Regions from separate parts of the Mus musculus genome. Here regions 2 and 3 are each linked to region 1. Evidence: chromatin contacts called from public HiChIP or PLAC-seq and capture Hi-C data. All regions are on one chromosome and are shown on one strand. Each heading gives the region's core, a stretch centred on a gene start, on an enhancer-like site or on the middle of the called end of the contact. The rest is flanking DNA. Distances are from core to core; before and after follow the strand shown.

The links. HiChIP or PLAC-seq counts read pairs in DNA pulled down with a chosen protein or histone mark. Capture Hi-C pulls out chosen DNA fragments and counts their contacts.
Region 2: an H3K27ac HiChIP or PLAC-seq map of embryonic stem cells shows a contact between it and region 1, with 4 times the contacts expected there. The contact joins two enhancer-like sites. A contact is called at or near these places in 2 of 115 datasets of contacts at active chromatin or transcription factors (both in embryonic stem cells) and 1 of 9 other capture datasets (embryonic stem cells).
Region 3: a capture Hi-C map of embryonic stem cells shows a contact between it and region 1, with 5 times the contacts expected there. The contact joins two enhancer-like sites. A contact is called at or near these places in 1 of 115 datasets of contacts at active chromatin or transcription factors (embryonic stem cells) and 1 of 9 other capture datasets (embryonic stem cells).

What each region holds. Positions count from the first base shown.
Region 1 is chr7:25,846,258-25,851,094 of GRCm38.p6, reverse strand. No RefSeq gene overlaps it. Among named protein-coding and RNA genes, the nearest start is that of Gm46015, 11 kb to the right of the region's middle. Within about 2 kb of position 2,919, at least 85 of the 459 cell types and tissues checked have an H3K27ac peak or open chromatin away from gene starts, as enhancers often do. A contact at or near this core is called in embryonic stem cells, where this site is marked.
Region 2 is chr7:26,663,454-26,668,290 of GRCm38.p6, reverse strand. Cyp2b23 (cytochrome P450, family 2, subfamily b, polypeptide 23) reads left to right here. Exons shown (of 9, transcript NM_001081148.1): 9 at 2,177-3,064. The coding sequence ends at 2,358. Among named protein-coding and RNA genes, the nearest start is that of Cyp2b23, 21 kb to the left of the region's middle. Within about 2 kb of position 2,085, at least 5 of the 459 cell types and tissues checked have an H3K27ac peak or open chromatin away from gene starts, as enhancers often do. A contact at or near this core is called in embryonic stem cells, where this site is marked.
Region 3 is chr7:26,384,957-26,389,793 of GRCm38.p6, reverse strand. Nlrp9c (NLR family, pyrin domain containing 9C) reads left to right here. Exons shown (of 10, transcript NM_001042612.2): 3 at 3,913-4,837. Among named protein-coding and RNA genes, the nearest start is that of Nlrp9c, 16 kb to the left of the region's middle. Within about 2 kb of position 2,918, at least 3 of the 459 cell types and tissues checked have an H3K27ac peak or open chromatin away from gene starts, as enhancers often do. A contact at or near this core is called in embryonic stem cells, where this site is marked.

The sequences.
Region 1 (4,837 bases), core at 1,670-4,169:
TCTTTCTTTCTTTCTTCCTTCCTTCCTTCCTTCCTTCTTTCTTCCTTCCTTCCTTTCTTTCTTTCTTTCTTTCTTTCTTTCTTTCTTTCTTTCTCTCATAAACTTTTCCCCCCTGCATTTAAAATGAGGTAACAGAAGATCCTGATATACCCGAGTGTGTAGTATTTTTGTCCTGTATTCAATAAGTGCCCTTTCAAATGCAAATCAAAACAACCCTGAGATTCCACCTCACACCAGTCAGAATGGCTAAGACCAAAAATTCAGGTGACAGCAGATGCTGGCGAGGATGTGGAGAAAGAGGAACACTCCTCCATTGTTGGTGGGATTGCAAGCTTGTACAACCACTCTGGAAATCAGTCTGGCGGGTCCTCAAAAATTGAACATAGTATTACCAGAGGATCCTGCAATACATTTCCTGGCCATATATCCAGAAGATGTTCCAACTGGTAAGAAGGACACATGCTCCACTATGTTCATAGCAGCCTTATTTATAATAGCCAGAAGCTGGAAAGAACCCAGATGCCCCTCAACAGAGGAATGGATACAGAAAATGTGGTACATTTACACAATGGAGTACTACTCAGCTATTAAAAAGAATGAATTTATGAAATTCCTAGGCAAATGGATGGACCTGGAGGGCATCATCCTGAGTGAGGTAACCCAATCACAAAAGAACTCACATGATATGTACTCACTGATAAGTGGATATTAGCCCAGATACTTAGAATACCCAAGATATAAGATACAATTTGGGAAACTCATGAAACTTAAGAAGAACGAAGACCAAAGTGTGGACACTTTGCCCCTTCTTAGAATTGGGAACAAAACACCCATGGAAGGAGTTACAGAGACAAAGTTTGGAGCTGAGACAAAAGGATGGACCATCTAGAGACTGCTATATCCGGGGATCCATCCCATAATCAGCCTCCAAACGCTGACACCATTGCATACACTAGCAAGATTTTGCTGAAAGGACCCTGATATAGCAGTCTCTTGTGAGACTATGCCGAGGCCTAGCAAACACAGAAGTGGATGCTCACAGTTAGCTATTGGATGGATCACAGGGCCCCCAATGGAGGAGCTAGAGAAAATACCCAAGGAGTTAAAGGGATCTGCAACCCTATAGGTGGAACAACATTATGAACTAAACAGTACCCCCTGAAGCTTGTGTCTTTAGCTGCATATGTAGGAGAAGATGGCCTAGTCGGCCATCAGTGGAAAGAGAGGCCCATTGTTTGCACAAACTTTATATGCCTCAGTACAGGGGAACGCCAGGGCCAAGAAGTGGGAGTGGGTGGGTAGGGGAGTGTGGGGGAGGGTATGAGGGACTTTTGGGATAGCACTGGAAATGTAAACGAAGAAAATACCTAAAAAAATTTTTTTAAAAAAGAAGTTGTACAGCAAGAAGGAATACCCATACATTTCAGACTCCAGTCTTCTATAAATTCCATCATTGCCTGTGCCTATTGTTTAATAATAAAATAAAATGAAATACAGAGCCTGATGCTTGACTATTCAGGGCAGAAGCTATGAAACAGTAACTGCATTTGCTAAAATATCCTGAGGCTTCAAGAGCTTCAAAACTGGCTTTCAGCATTCCCACTGATGTCTGCTTAGGATAAATTAGCAAGAAGCTTACATAATAAAAACGTGCCACAAAATTGTAAATTTTGAATTTAATCTCAGGAGACTGGGAGGAATTATCAATATGGAGACTGCCCATGGACCTTAGAAATGCTACTATATTAGTCACGTCTTCTCCCTTAGGTAAGCTGTTTAAAGGAAGAACTTTTTATTTCAGTTCAGTTTCAGCCTTTAGGTTGCCATGAATCGGGGCATAAATGGAGAGCAGGCATGGCAGGGCAAAGCTACTCATCTCATGATGGTCAGAAAACAGAGAAAGAAGAGGACACCAAAAAGACACAGCTTTCAAAACACACCCTGACCTAAGTCTCCAATAGGTCCCACCTGTTGCCTACCATCACGTCCTAATAATGACATTAGAACTGAGACCATCAATGGATTAATCTACTAAGTAGGTCACAACCTTCATGATCCCATCCCTTTCCCAAAACTCAGTTCTGAGCATTGCATCGACACAAAGCTGTCCATACATGATTATGGGGAGGAAACATTATACCCAAACCATACTGATCATGTAGGACAGATTTTCACTGTGTATCCTAAAGTTTTTTAAAATTTAATAAAAGTCGATATCAAACATTAAAAAAAAAAAAAGTGCCCTTTCCTACTCTGCTGTTCAGAGTCAATTCTTTTTTTTTCCCCTTCCCCCCTCCCCTTTTTTTTAAAATTTCATTTTTGGCTTTTCTTGACATTTTGGCTTTTCTGTGTGGACCTGGCTATCCTGGAACTCACTCCGTAGACCAGGCTAGCCTCGAACTCACAGAAATCCACCTACCCCTGTCTCCCGAGTACTCGGATTAAAGGCATGTGCCACCAGCGCCTGGTCAGTTTCTTGAATCAATCAGCCAGTTTCACCACACTGTACTGTATCGGAGCTTCGCATTGATTTAAGCAGCTGCATCGACTGCCTGAGCCTCCGTCTATCTTGAAAGGGAGAATCTAAAGCACATTCTCCTCGGGACTTCTTTTAAAAGATCTGTTTTCTTTTTAATTATTTGTATGCACGGGGAACTGTGCAAATGAGTGTGGGTGCCCATAGAGCCAGGAAGGCATGGAGCCTGGAGGGGTTGTTACAGGCAGTTGTGAGTACCCTTGTGTGGGTGCTCGGCACTAAACTCAGTCCTCTGCAAAAGCAGTATGCATTCTTAACACCCGAACCACCTCTCCACCCCTCCTCGGGACTTTTGAGAATTGAGTGAGAGGTGTAGTTCTCTCCCCTTAGTCGTCCTCTCACAGACGCGAATTTTACTCTCTCCCAGTCATCTACGAACTAACAGCGCCACCTGGTGGTGTGGAGGCTCTTATCTTTGGCGGGGTTACAGGGAACTAGACTTAAAAAGGAGTATACAGAGAAGGTTTCTCACTGGAAGAGAGAGACCTGAGGAATATTTAGTCTTGTCTGTGGGTGTCATGGATTTTCAAAAAACGTGGTTCTGTCTGAGCACCGTTATATCTGTGGAACGCTATATGTAAAAGGACAGGGAAGGTCTGGGGTTACTGGAATCTAGCCTGAAGTCAGAAAGTATTCAGTCTCTCTGGGCAGTATCAAGGATTGGTCTAGCCCCTACTTGGGTACCTGTGTAGTTGGGATGATGTTTAGGAATGTAAATGGATGAAAATATTCAACTTGCTGCTTTACAGACAAGAGCCTAAATTAATCTAGTTTTTTTTTTTTTCGTTTGTGTGTTTGGTTGGTTTGGTTTGGGGTTTTTTGTTCATTTTGTTTTTTATTTTTTGTGGTTTGTGGGGGTTGTTTTCTTTTTCTGTTTTGTTTTGGTTTTTTTTGTTGTTGTTGTTGTTTTTGCTTTTCAAGACAGGGTCTCTCTGTAGAGCCTTGGCTGTCCTGAAACTTGCTAGGTAGATTAGGGTGGCCTCAAACTCATAGAGATCTGCCTGCCTCTGCCTCCCTAGCCCTGGTATTAAAGGCATGTGCCACCACCACCACCACCCAGCTTTTGAATCTACCTTTAAAAAAAAATAAAAGTCCTCAGTAAATATATAGCAATAACATAATGTTATTCTGAATACTATATATAAATGTAAAATGAGCATAGATATAGATAGTTACAAATACAAGCAAATTATATAGATGATATCTGTAACATACGAATAATCTAGGTATATATGAGAGATAAGAGATTGTAAAGACATAAATGGCATATCGATTATTCAGATAGACAGATAGCAGGCTGGCAGAATGGGCCAAGTGCTCACCTAGCATCCACTAACTGAGTTTAATTCCCAGCTCCGCACAACTGAGCATTAACTGAGCGTGGTGGCACACACCTGTAACGGCAACACTTGGGAAGTGAAGGCAAGAGGACCAGGAGGTCACGGTTATCCTTGGAGTGTGTGTGTCTGTGCTTGTAGGTGTGTGTATGTGAGTATGTGTGAGAGTGTGTCTGTGTGTGTGAGTGTGCCTAGGTGTGTGTGTCTGAGTGGGTGAGTGGGTGAGTGGGTGCGAGTGTGCCTCTGTGTGTGTGTGTGTGTGTGTGTGTGTGTGTGTGTGTGTGTGTGTGTGTGTAAAATACACATGATAGGGATGTGAAATAGATATAGATCTTACTGGCATGGTGAAGTATGCATGTGATTCCAACATTTGGAATTTTTGCAGTTTCAAAACCTCACCTCAAGAAAAAGAAAATTTAGGTCAAGCATGACACCACATGGCTTTTAATCTCAGCACTCAGTAAACAGAGACAGGAGGATTGCCACAAATGGGAGCCAGTCTGGTGTAAGTTAAAGGCCAGCCAGAATAACAAGGAGATCCGTCCTTTAAAAAAAGAAAAAAAAAATAGATGCAGATAACACAGAGAAGACAAATGCCACCCCATATGATGTAGATATCTTAGAGAACCAAAGTCTTTCTGGATGTGGTGGTTCTATTGTATCAGCACGGGGGAGCTAAAGCAAGAGGATGGTCACTCCCTAGACTACATAGTGCAACTTGCAAAAAGGACTAAACCTGCAGATTAGGGAACCTGGTGTACAGTTTACCCAGTTTATATAGAAAAGACTCCCAGTTTATATAGAAAAGACTAAAGAAACCTGGCACAGATAGATCAGAGGATAAACTAAAGTACCTAACTTGGACCCTGGCAACCCGAGACTGATCAGAGAGTAAAGGTACCTAACGCCATCCCTGGCAGCCTAAGTTCAATCACTGGGTCACACATGGTGGAAGAAGAGGAGC
Region 2 (4,837 bases), core at 836-3,335, 820 kb before region 1:
AGAGAGAAATAAACAATAGTGAGATAAGAAATTTAAAACAGATCCTCCAAAAGAGGGGCAATCAGGAAGACATAGCAGCTCCAACAGGAGACATTTTGTAAGAACCAAGAAGTGAACATGAGACAGAAGAAAAGTGATTAACCAGACAGGAAGAGAGAGAGTGTGTTGGAGCTGGCCTGCAACTCTCATGTCCGGGTTCGAGCCTGGGAGGCAGCCTGGAGCTGAAAGAGAAGAGGGGACCTAGGTGGGTCGAAAATAATGGAACCAAGACAACTAGTCTGCTCAAGGTTCTAATGTTCAATGGTGGACATGCTTTATAAAGGAGGAGGGAGGCCCATTCCCGCCAATTCATCCTTGGAGCCCAGCTGCAGATGACCATGTGAAGGATAGGATATAGTCTCCAGAATAGCTAGGCTGACTCCCAGCAGGTAGCAGCAGTGACAGTGGCTGAACAATAGAGTGATCTAGGGAGGCAGGCTCCACCCTAGGTAATCTCCTTAGTGGCAGCAAAGTCGAGGTCTGGTTCAGCCAGCTTCAGGCTGGGTGGAGGTCACAAGAGAGAAAGAGGGAGAGGGAGAGGGAGAGGGAGAGGGAGAGGGAGAGAGAGGGGGGGAGGGGAGAGGGAGAGAGAGAGAGGTGGGGGAGGGGGAGAGGAGAGGGAGAGGGAGAGAACAGAAAATGAAATTGGAGAGCACAACTAGAAATAGATAAAGGAACAGGAGAGAGAACAGCGAAGGAACATGTGACAAGCTGTCCTTAGAGAAAGGGGGTGGCTAGGATGGTACCTAGGGTATTGAGAAAGAAACAAACAGAGAGAACAGATCAAAAGATACATAGTGGTGATAGGCTCAGACACAGGTTCAGGGAGACTGCCATGGGTAAAAAGAGAGAGGGAAGGAGGAAGAAAGTGAGGGAGAGAGAGAAAGAAAGGAGAGAGAGAGGGAGAGAGAGAGGGAGGGAGGGAGGGAGAGAGAGAGAGAGAGAGAGAGAGAGAGAGAGAGAGAGAGAGAGAGAGAGAGAGAAGGAAATGGAGTGTGTGTGTGTGTGTGTGTGTGTGTGTGTGTGTGTGTGTGTGTGTATTAGATCCATAAAAGGTGCCCAAAATTCTGGAAAAGAGATACCCAGAAAGATATGGTACTTTTGTAAATACTTCCACACACAGGAACAATTTTTCTACAACCTACAAGGCCTAGAGATTGCTGGGAAATCCCTCCTGCACCTGGAGGGCCCAGGCAGTCAGTTGCAGCTAAAGAATCACTGAGGTACATACCGGCTGTGTGGTGCCTGTACATGGGCTTTCAGGCTCCCCCTGCTCTGTGGTATCCATACCTGAGGTTATAAACCAGCAAGGGCTCCTCATTCTTCTGAGAACCTAGTGGATAACAAATTTCAAGGTATAGAAGAATAGGGGACACAGAGAGAAGGGGTGGATGAGAGACAGAGAGGACAGAGAAAGAGAGGAGACATAGAGGTCTCTCTCTGAAGCCCAGGGAATTTGGAACCCACTGTGTTCCTGCCTCAGTCTGCCAAATTCTATAAGTACAGGCATGCACCTCCATGTCAAGCCTATGTAGGATTTCTAAACAATGCCTTTTCCCTCGGGGCATCCTGATGAGATGGGTATCAAACTTCTCATTTGAGAAATTAGGGATGCTAAAAGTCTTGCATTATAAATGTGTGCACAAACACACTTCAGACCTATTCTAATTTGGTTTTAAAGTTCTGGAAGAAGGGCTCTTAACAAAAAGCTACAAATCTGTCAACAGTGACTACAAGATATTCACCAACAATTTGTCCTTTATTTTATGATTTATTTCTTATATACATAATTGCATGTGTATTCATAAGTGCTATGGTATGTATGTATGTGTTTATGTTGAAGGACAGTTTTTAGGAGCTGGTTCTCTCCTTCCAGCATGTGTGTCCATGGGATTGAACTCATGGCCCCAGGACTGGGGGCAGGCTGTTGCCCATGCTAAGGCATCTCACTGGCCTATGCACAAATTCTTTCAGATCTGGGACTCTCTTAACATTCTCATTTGAATTGCAGGTTGAGAGTCAAACTCATTGTTATTCATTGCAATGGGCAGAGTTGTCTAAATGGGATTAGGGATGGGGCAGTACAGAGGTTTTATACTTGTCAGGAACTCACATGGCTCACTTTCTCTGCCCATAGGAAAGCGCATTTGTCTTGGCGAAGGCATTGCCCGAAACGAATTGTTCCTTTTCTTCACTGCCCTCCTTCAGAACTTCTCATTGTCCAGCCCCGTGGCTCCTGAAGACATTGACCTGACTCCCAAGGAGAGTGGCTTTGTCAAAATACCCCCAGTGTATCGGATCTGCTTCTTACCTCGCTGACTGGGCTGAGGCAGCCAGGTGTCTCTATTTCTGTTGAGAATGGCACCATCTTTCTGCCTCTGAAAGACCTGCTGGAAACCAGACCCTAAGTCGATGCTCATCTGTTCTACCTACTGATGCTTCTCTAAAGCCCCAAAGCATGTTCTTCTCCCCTGTGAATGTACTGGACAAATCAATCAGCTGTCTCTCTTGATGTGTGAACAGACTTCTGGAGGCCACATCCCATGCTTAATCACCTCCTTCCTCCCAATAGCCCAAGTCCCCACTTATCAGCTCTCCACACACTGTGATCTGTGATAATGGACTCTAAAAGTTTTGAATTCTATGTCTACAGATTTGTCTAGTATGTATGGTTCAGGTAAACAGATTCACACATTGTGTGATGTTTGGTGTCTTGTGCCTTTACTTCACATAAAATTATCTAGGTTTCTGTATTCTACAGGCCACAGTCAGAAATATTCATGTGTGTTTTTCATGATAGTTCTTAGAATTCTCTTCCTGCTTTTTTTTTTTTTTTTTGTCTAGGCAGAGGCCTCCTCAGCCTGTGGCTCCTGAGATGCATGTTTCTGGACATCAAACCTCAGGTTTCCTTATGTTTCTGTTTAAATCTTCCAAGAATCACACAATCCCTGCATTAGTAAGGGTCTCTAAAGGAACAGGACTGACAGAATCAATCAATCAATCAATCAATCAATCAATCAATCAATCAACCAGTCTATTGATCATTTATTACTTATCATCTCTCTATTCATCATTCATCATCTATCTATTTAACATTCTATCTTTATCTATTTGTCTATATACTCTATCTATCTATCTATCTATCTATCTATCTATCTATCTATCTATTTATCTATCTTAGTTAGGGTTTTACTGCTGTGAACAGACACAATGACCAAGGCAAGTCTTATAAAGAACAACATTTAATTGTGCTGGCTTACATGTTCAGAATTTGAGTCTGTCATCATCAAGGTGGGAGCAGGGCAGCATCTAGGCTGGCATGATTCAGGCAGAACTGACAGTTCTACATCTTCATCTGAAGGCTGCTAGTGGAAGAGTGACTTCCAGGCAGCTATGATGAGCCCATGCCTACAGTGATATATCTACTGTAACAAGGTCATACCTCTTAATAGTGCCATTCCCTGGGCCAAACATAAACAAAGTATCACGCTATCACACTATCACTCTATCATCTATCTATCTATCTATCTATCTATCTATCTATCTATCTATCTTCTCTCTCTCTCTCTCTCTCATCTGTCATATATCTATGTAATTCATTAGAGTAGTTTGACTGTCTCATATGAAAAGGCTGAGAATTCAGTAGTTGTCCATCCATGAGCCTCTAAGCTTGTTGTGTCATTCATGAGCCTCTAAGCTTGATCTGTGCCATCCATGAACCTCTAAACTAGATCAAGCAGTACTGCAGTCCTGGAAGATGCCTGGAGAACTGCTGGTGTTTCTGTCTCTGTTGCAATCCACAAGAAATTGGATTTATTACCAGCCATAGCAACAGATTAGGTAAACTCCAGGGAGAGTGAGGGTAGGCAGGACAAAAAGCACAATTTCCTTCTTTCCTGTGTCTACCAACAGAAGGTGTGACCCAGGTTTGAGGAGGATCTTCTTGTTTCAAATAATCTGAAAAGGAGACTCCCTCACAAGAGCACTCAGCAGCTTGGGTTTTAGTTGTTGCGATATACAGTCTAGGTAACACCCAAGAATGCGGAGACCCTTACCTCCTGGATATTTTTACATGTCATCTTGTGATAGGTATCTAAGGATCTTTCCAGAAGGGCATTTTGCTGCAAACTCCATCACATCTATGTCAGGTTTGAAGGGACAACCCTTTGCCTTGCTCACTGCTTCTCTGTGAGAACCTGAGACTGCAATTGTCTAACATAAGGTGTTTAAAGTAGGGCAAGACAAAGAAGCAAAGAAACAACTTGTGGGAAAGCTCTACTAATCAAGGTCAAAGTCCACCATTGACCAGATAGCCTTCTGAGGCTTGGTACATAATAGAGGACTCTATTTGTAGGGTTTTCCTTCTCTAACTTTCTCTGGGGAATTCAAAATCTCACACATGCCTCTACCTGAGGAATGTCATGTATCCTTAGTTATGTGGAGGAGGTCAGGGTGAGGAAGCAGGGGATGGGAGAAAGGAAGGAGTCTTCATAGGCAAAAAGTTTTGAGTCCAATATTGAGCAGGTGTCTCCAGATCATTTTGGGGGATTCTCTTCTTTCAATTCTGGCATGGTACTAGAGAAGCTTCTAGAATTCTTGTAAGGCCAAACCTTGGAAATAAGTAGGGGAGATAAGATCTGGTAGAAGTATTGTGGTTTGCATTCGAAAAAGCAGCAGTGTGGATTCTGTGAAATTCATAAAGTCAAAAGCTGGGAATGGTCTTAGATTAGCTGGGACTTGGTCAGTGGGGAAGGGAGGAAGGGGAGGGGAGGGGAGAGGGAGAGGGAGAGGGGGAGGG
Region 3 (4,837 bases), core at 1,669-4,168, 540 kb before region 1:
TTTCCCATAGAGGGGTTGTTTTTAAATACAGTAACTGGGATGCATGCAGCATGAATTTATAGAAGATACAAAAGCATGCATAAAAACAATTTGTAACTTATCTTTGGGATGTTGATTGTCAATTTTATTTAAAATGATGGTATGCAATAGATCAATTATTAATATTCTGTAATAACCAATTTAATTGCTGTTTTGAACAAGGAACAGACACTTTGTCAGGTTCTTAAGACACAGTTTTTGTTATAGTTATCCCAAACTATATGAATTTATCTTACAATTCTTTGTTAGCACCACAGAGGCCTTAATAGGTGTTAAAACTTTACTTTGAGGTGAAGAAGGATGATTTTACAACCATGTTTTCTCTTGCCAAGGAATTGCTGTGGGCACATAACTAAAATAAGCAGGTAATATTTAATTACCATTGGTTATAATTGATAACAATGATAAAAGCTCTCTTATTTTCTGCAAAGCCTTTTGTTCTTTGTCAGTTAATTTGTGTCTCACTTAATAGCACCTAACAAAGGCTAAAGTTCTCCTGTGGTGAGTTTAATGTAAGGTCTTAGCCAATTAACATCTCCTGGAAGCTTTTGAAAATAAAATTTTGAAGCAAATCAATTTCTCTTTCTTAGATTTTTTTTGTACCACGATATTATGGTATAACTAAAACCCTAAATATTAAAAGAATATTGCCTCTGAATCTTTTCTGGAGCGACAGCTACTCCCCAGAACTTAAAGGCTCCTTGTGTAAGAGCAAAGATTTAAAGTAAATTTCCCTTGAGAGGCATTAGCTAATAAAATACTTTCCACTTAGGAAACAATATACACTGAAAGATTCAAACTCTTAGCTTCTTGTATTGAAGCAGAGATGATAAAAACTCTTCTTACATAATGTAAAGCCATCTCAGCCATACCTAGATGCAAAATTTTCCAGTGAACACCAGTTCACTAGAAGTGAACCCTTTATCATGCAAGGGAAAAAAACGAACCTTTAAACAAATAATAACTTTGCATGAAGTATACAAGCCAGATTATAATGCCTTTATAAGTTCTACAGTCTGATTGACCTTTTATAAACTTTGAATTAGAAATTTAATTAGAAAAAACATCTGGATAGATCTGCAACAGTGTTCTTTCAGCTAAAAGAAAATTCCCCTGGAGGCAAGGAGAGGCAAGTTTCAAGAACCTCCCCAGGCACACAAGAAAGTCAAGACAAAAGAAAGTCACACAAGGACCGCAGAGGCTGCTCTGAGTTTTGTTCCTCTTGCTGTGAGGACAGATTTTAGAAATTTTAAGTTTCTTTTGCAATATTAGACTATATCTACAACTTTGGGAAAGCAAAACCCAATTTCAAAACAATTTATCCCCTTAGAATAAATGTTAGAGGTATTATTATTATGTTATGAAGTTTGGCTGCCAATTTATACCTATGAATGCATGACAGTGCAAATTTTAATGCTTCATTAAAGAGACATTGCTTTAAATCTTATCTTAATTCTACTTTCTAGGATAAGAATCACATTAAATATTATTTCAACTAGAAGTATCCTTAGAGGCCTAGTTTTTTTGGCCTGCTTCATGCCACGTGTTTGAAAGACAATTGCCAATTTAAAACTAATTTTCTAGTAACCAGTGTTACACCTTTTTTTATCATAGCCAATAACTTTATAAGCTAATACTCTACGATGAAGACACACAGAGCATATTACACTTCTAAGTCCAGTAAAAAAACCAAATGAAGCGGCTACACGAGTCTTACAAATTTAGACCAATCAAAGAATTTTAATTTTTTTAGCTATAATTATAAGATAAAAAAGCACTTTGTCATTTGCTAAACACATTAATCACAATTGCAGAGAACCCTCCAGGCAAAAAACCATCTATCAGCTTTTTTGCCCCAAAACTAAGAGGCTGCAGACTCCCTTTCTCAAAAAACTGTTTTTCCAGCTGGAGTTCTCCTGCTGTGCCTGATCCTGGCTAAAGCGTGGCCACTCTCTTGCTAAACCAGCAGATAAAGTTTTAGCCATCTTTATTTTCCAACATGAAACACAGAACATTCAGTCATTCAGACAATGAAACAAAACACACATGAATCGACACGTAATCGGTGCACCAGACATTAGACAACACAAAGAGGCCAGAGAACTTCTGCTGTAGAGGCAGAGAGAATAAAGCAGGGCTTCCCTCAAATTCTCTCTGTCTCTGGGAGAGTTTCAAAATCCATTTTCCTCTATATATTTTACTCCATCATTTTAAGCCCTATTCCTCTAGCCTGATGCAGTTCTCGACTGTGGACAACTGCCTGTTTCATCATTTTAAACCCTATTCCTCTCGCCTGAAACAGCTTTTAAAAGCTGCAGACAACTACCTGATTCACAGTTTCTAGTCCTACACATATTTCACTGTCAAATCCTAAATGGAAAAAGTGCCGGGTTAGCACTGTTCCAAACTTAGCCCGTATCCTTCCGTACCTCCAGCAACACTTTTTTTTAAAAATGAAGTTTAAAGCCAGCGCTAGCGTAAATACCTGTTGCTCACCATGCCAATACGATCTCTGATTCTTTCCTTCCCTTGGAGCTCCATACAAGACAGCAATTCCCTCAGTGTTTTCCCGCCATTCCCAAGGTCCCTGGCTCAGACGCCAATCTGTTGTATGGCAGCCTGTGACCTACTTGAACCGGGTACTCCTGGGAGGCAGGCTGGGGCTGAAAGAGACTTAGACGGTGAGAGATTATTGGAGACCAAGACATGATTCTGTTCAAGGCCCGCCAGTTTACTAAGAGAGTGTGCTTACAAGGGGGGGAAGGCCCATCCATCCCCTGCCAGTCCATTCTTGGTGTCTGGAGCCAGCCTGTACGCGACATGCAGGATAGGATATTCCTCTGGAATATCTCAGGTGCTTCTCAGCAGATAGCAGTGTCTTGCAGAGAGCAGTGGCAGGTGACAGAACAAAAGAGCCATCTAGGTTGGAAGGTTCCACCCTAGGTAATCTCCTTAGTAGCAGCAAGGTCAAAGTCTGGATCAGCCTGCTTCAGGGCTGAGGGAGGCTACAAGTTAGGAAAATTTTAGACTAAATAGAAACAATCTGAGTCGTACCTCATAAAAACATGTAAAAATGAAATACTTACAGATTTTTTTCCTGGGAGGTACCATGCCCCTTTGTAAATTTGAAATGCGATAAATACACAGAATTCATGCTTTACAGTAGCTGCTGTTCAGAGGTGAGTTATAAGTTTGGTCACAAAGCTTTTAAAGACAATATATGAAATATAACCATGGATATGAGAAAACCACCAACTGAGAGTCTGCAGTGAGGGACCCATGTTGGGTACCAAGATAATTCTGACTAGTTATTTCTCTTTGTGAATTAAAGCATGTAAAAGCAGGAAGAATTCTAGGGAATGTGAAATCAAAGTTTATTGGTACTATAGAGTTGTCAGGTAGAGAAGGAGTCCTACATACAATTGACTCTAGAGGGGATCCAGGTTTTTCATTCTTTTAACTGTCCCTGCCTTCTGAGGACTTCCTTTTTCTATTGGCCTTGAATGTTCATATGCCATATCTAGCATGGGGATTGGAGGCCCAGCATGGAACGAATTGTATGCAATAGTATTTTCTACCTAGAGATGTGGGTATAGAAAGAACTGGTTGGGTGGTTAGGGTTGGGTGGGGCCCTAACCATTCTGTTTGTAGTTCAGTGGGAAAGAAAAACCTACACCAGGTTCACAGGAATTGAAATGGGAAGTTATTGCAGGAGAAGGTGAGGGTGGTTTTCCTTTTATTTGCTCACCTCAGAACCCATGGTCATGCAGAAGTATAGATTATTCATTAGACATGTATTTAGGAGATACTCTGATTCATTCTTAGGACTATTCTATTCCTAATTGCCCTGTATTCTGATTTCATCAAACCCAGATAAACAAAATAAATACAAAGAGTTTATGAAGAATTTATTTCAATACATATGGACATCTGAGACCAACACTTATATGCCTGATAGAAGCTACAACACCATTATAGATCGTCAATACAAAGCATTACTGGACATATTTGATTCTGAGTCAGACCCAGCTACTGCAGTTGTATTAGGTACTAGAGGAAAAGGAAAAACAGTTTTTTTAAGAAAAGCAATGTTGGATTGGGCATCAGGAGTTTTACTGCAGAACCGGTTTCAGTATGTTTTCTTCTTCTCTGTCTTCTCACTTAACAATACCACAGAGTTAAGCTTAGCTGAGCTTATCTCAAGTAAATTGCCTGAGTGTTCTGAGACACTGGATGACATTTTATCCAATCCAAAGAGAATCTTGTTTGTTCTGGATGGATTTGATTACCTGAAATTTGACTTGGAACTCAGGACAAACTTGTGCAATGATTGGAGGAAGAGGCTGCCAACACAAAATGTTTTGAGCAGTTTGCTACAGAAAATAATGCTCCCAGAGTGCTCTCTGCTTCTTGAATTGGGAGAGTCAAGTTGTTCAAAAATTATTCCTTTGCTGCAGAATCCTAGGGAGATCATTATGTCAGGATTATCTGAACAGTCTATATATTTCTACTGTGTGTCCTTCTTCAAAATTCAGTTGGGTGTAGAAGTCTTTAAGGATTTAAAGAAAAACGAACCATTGTTTACTTTATGCAGCAATCCTAGTATGTTGTGGATGATCTGTAGTTCTTTAATGTGGGGGCATTATTCGAGAGAGGAAGTAATCTCTTCCAGTGAATCAACATCAGCTATCCACACGATATTTATCATGAGTGCATTCAAATCAATATTTGGCTTGGGCTCATCTAAATACAAGAGGTTCAAATTAAAGACCCTGTGCACCTTGGCTGTAGAGGGAAT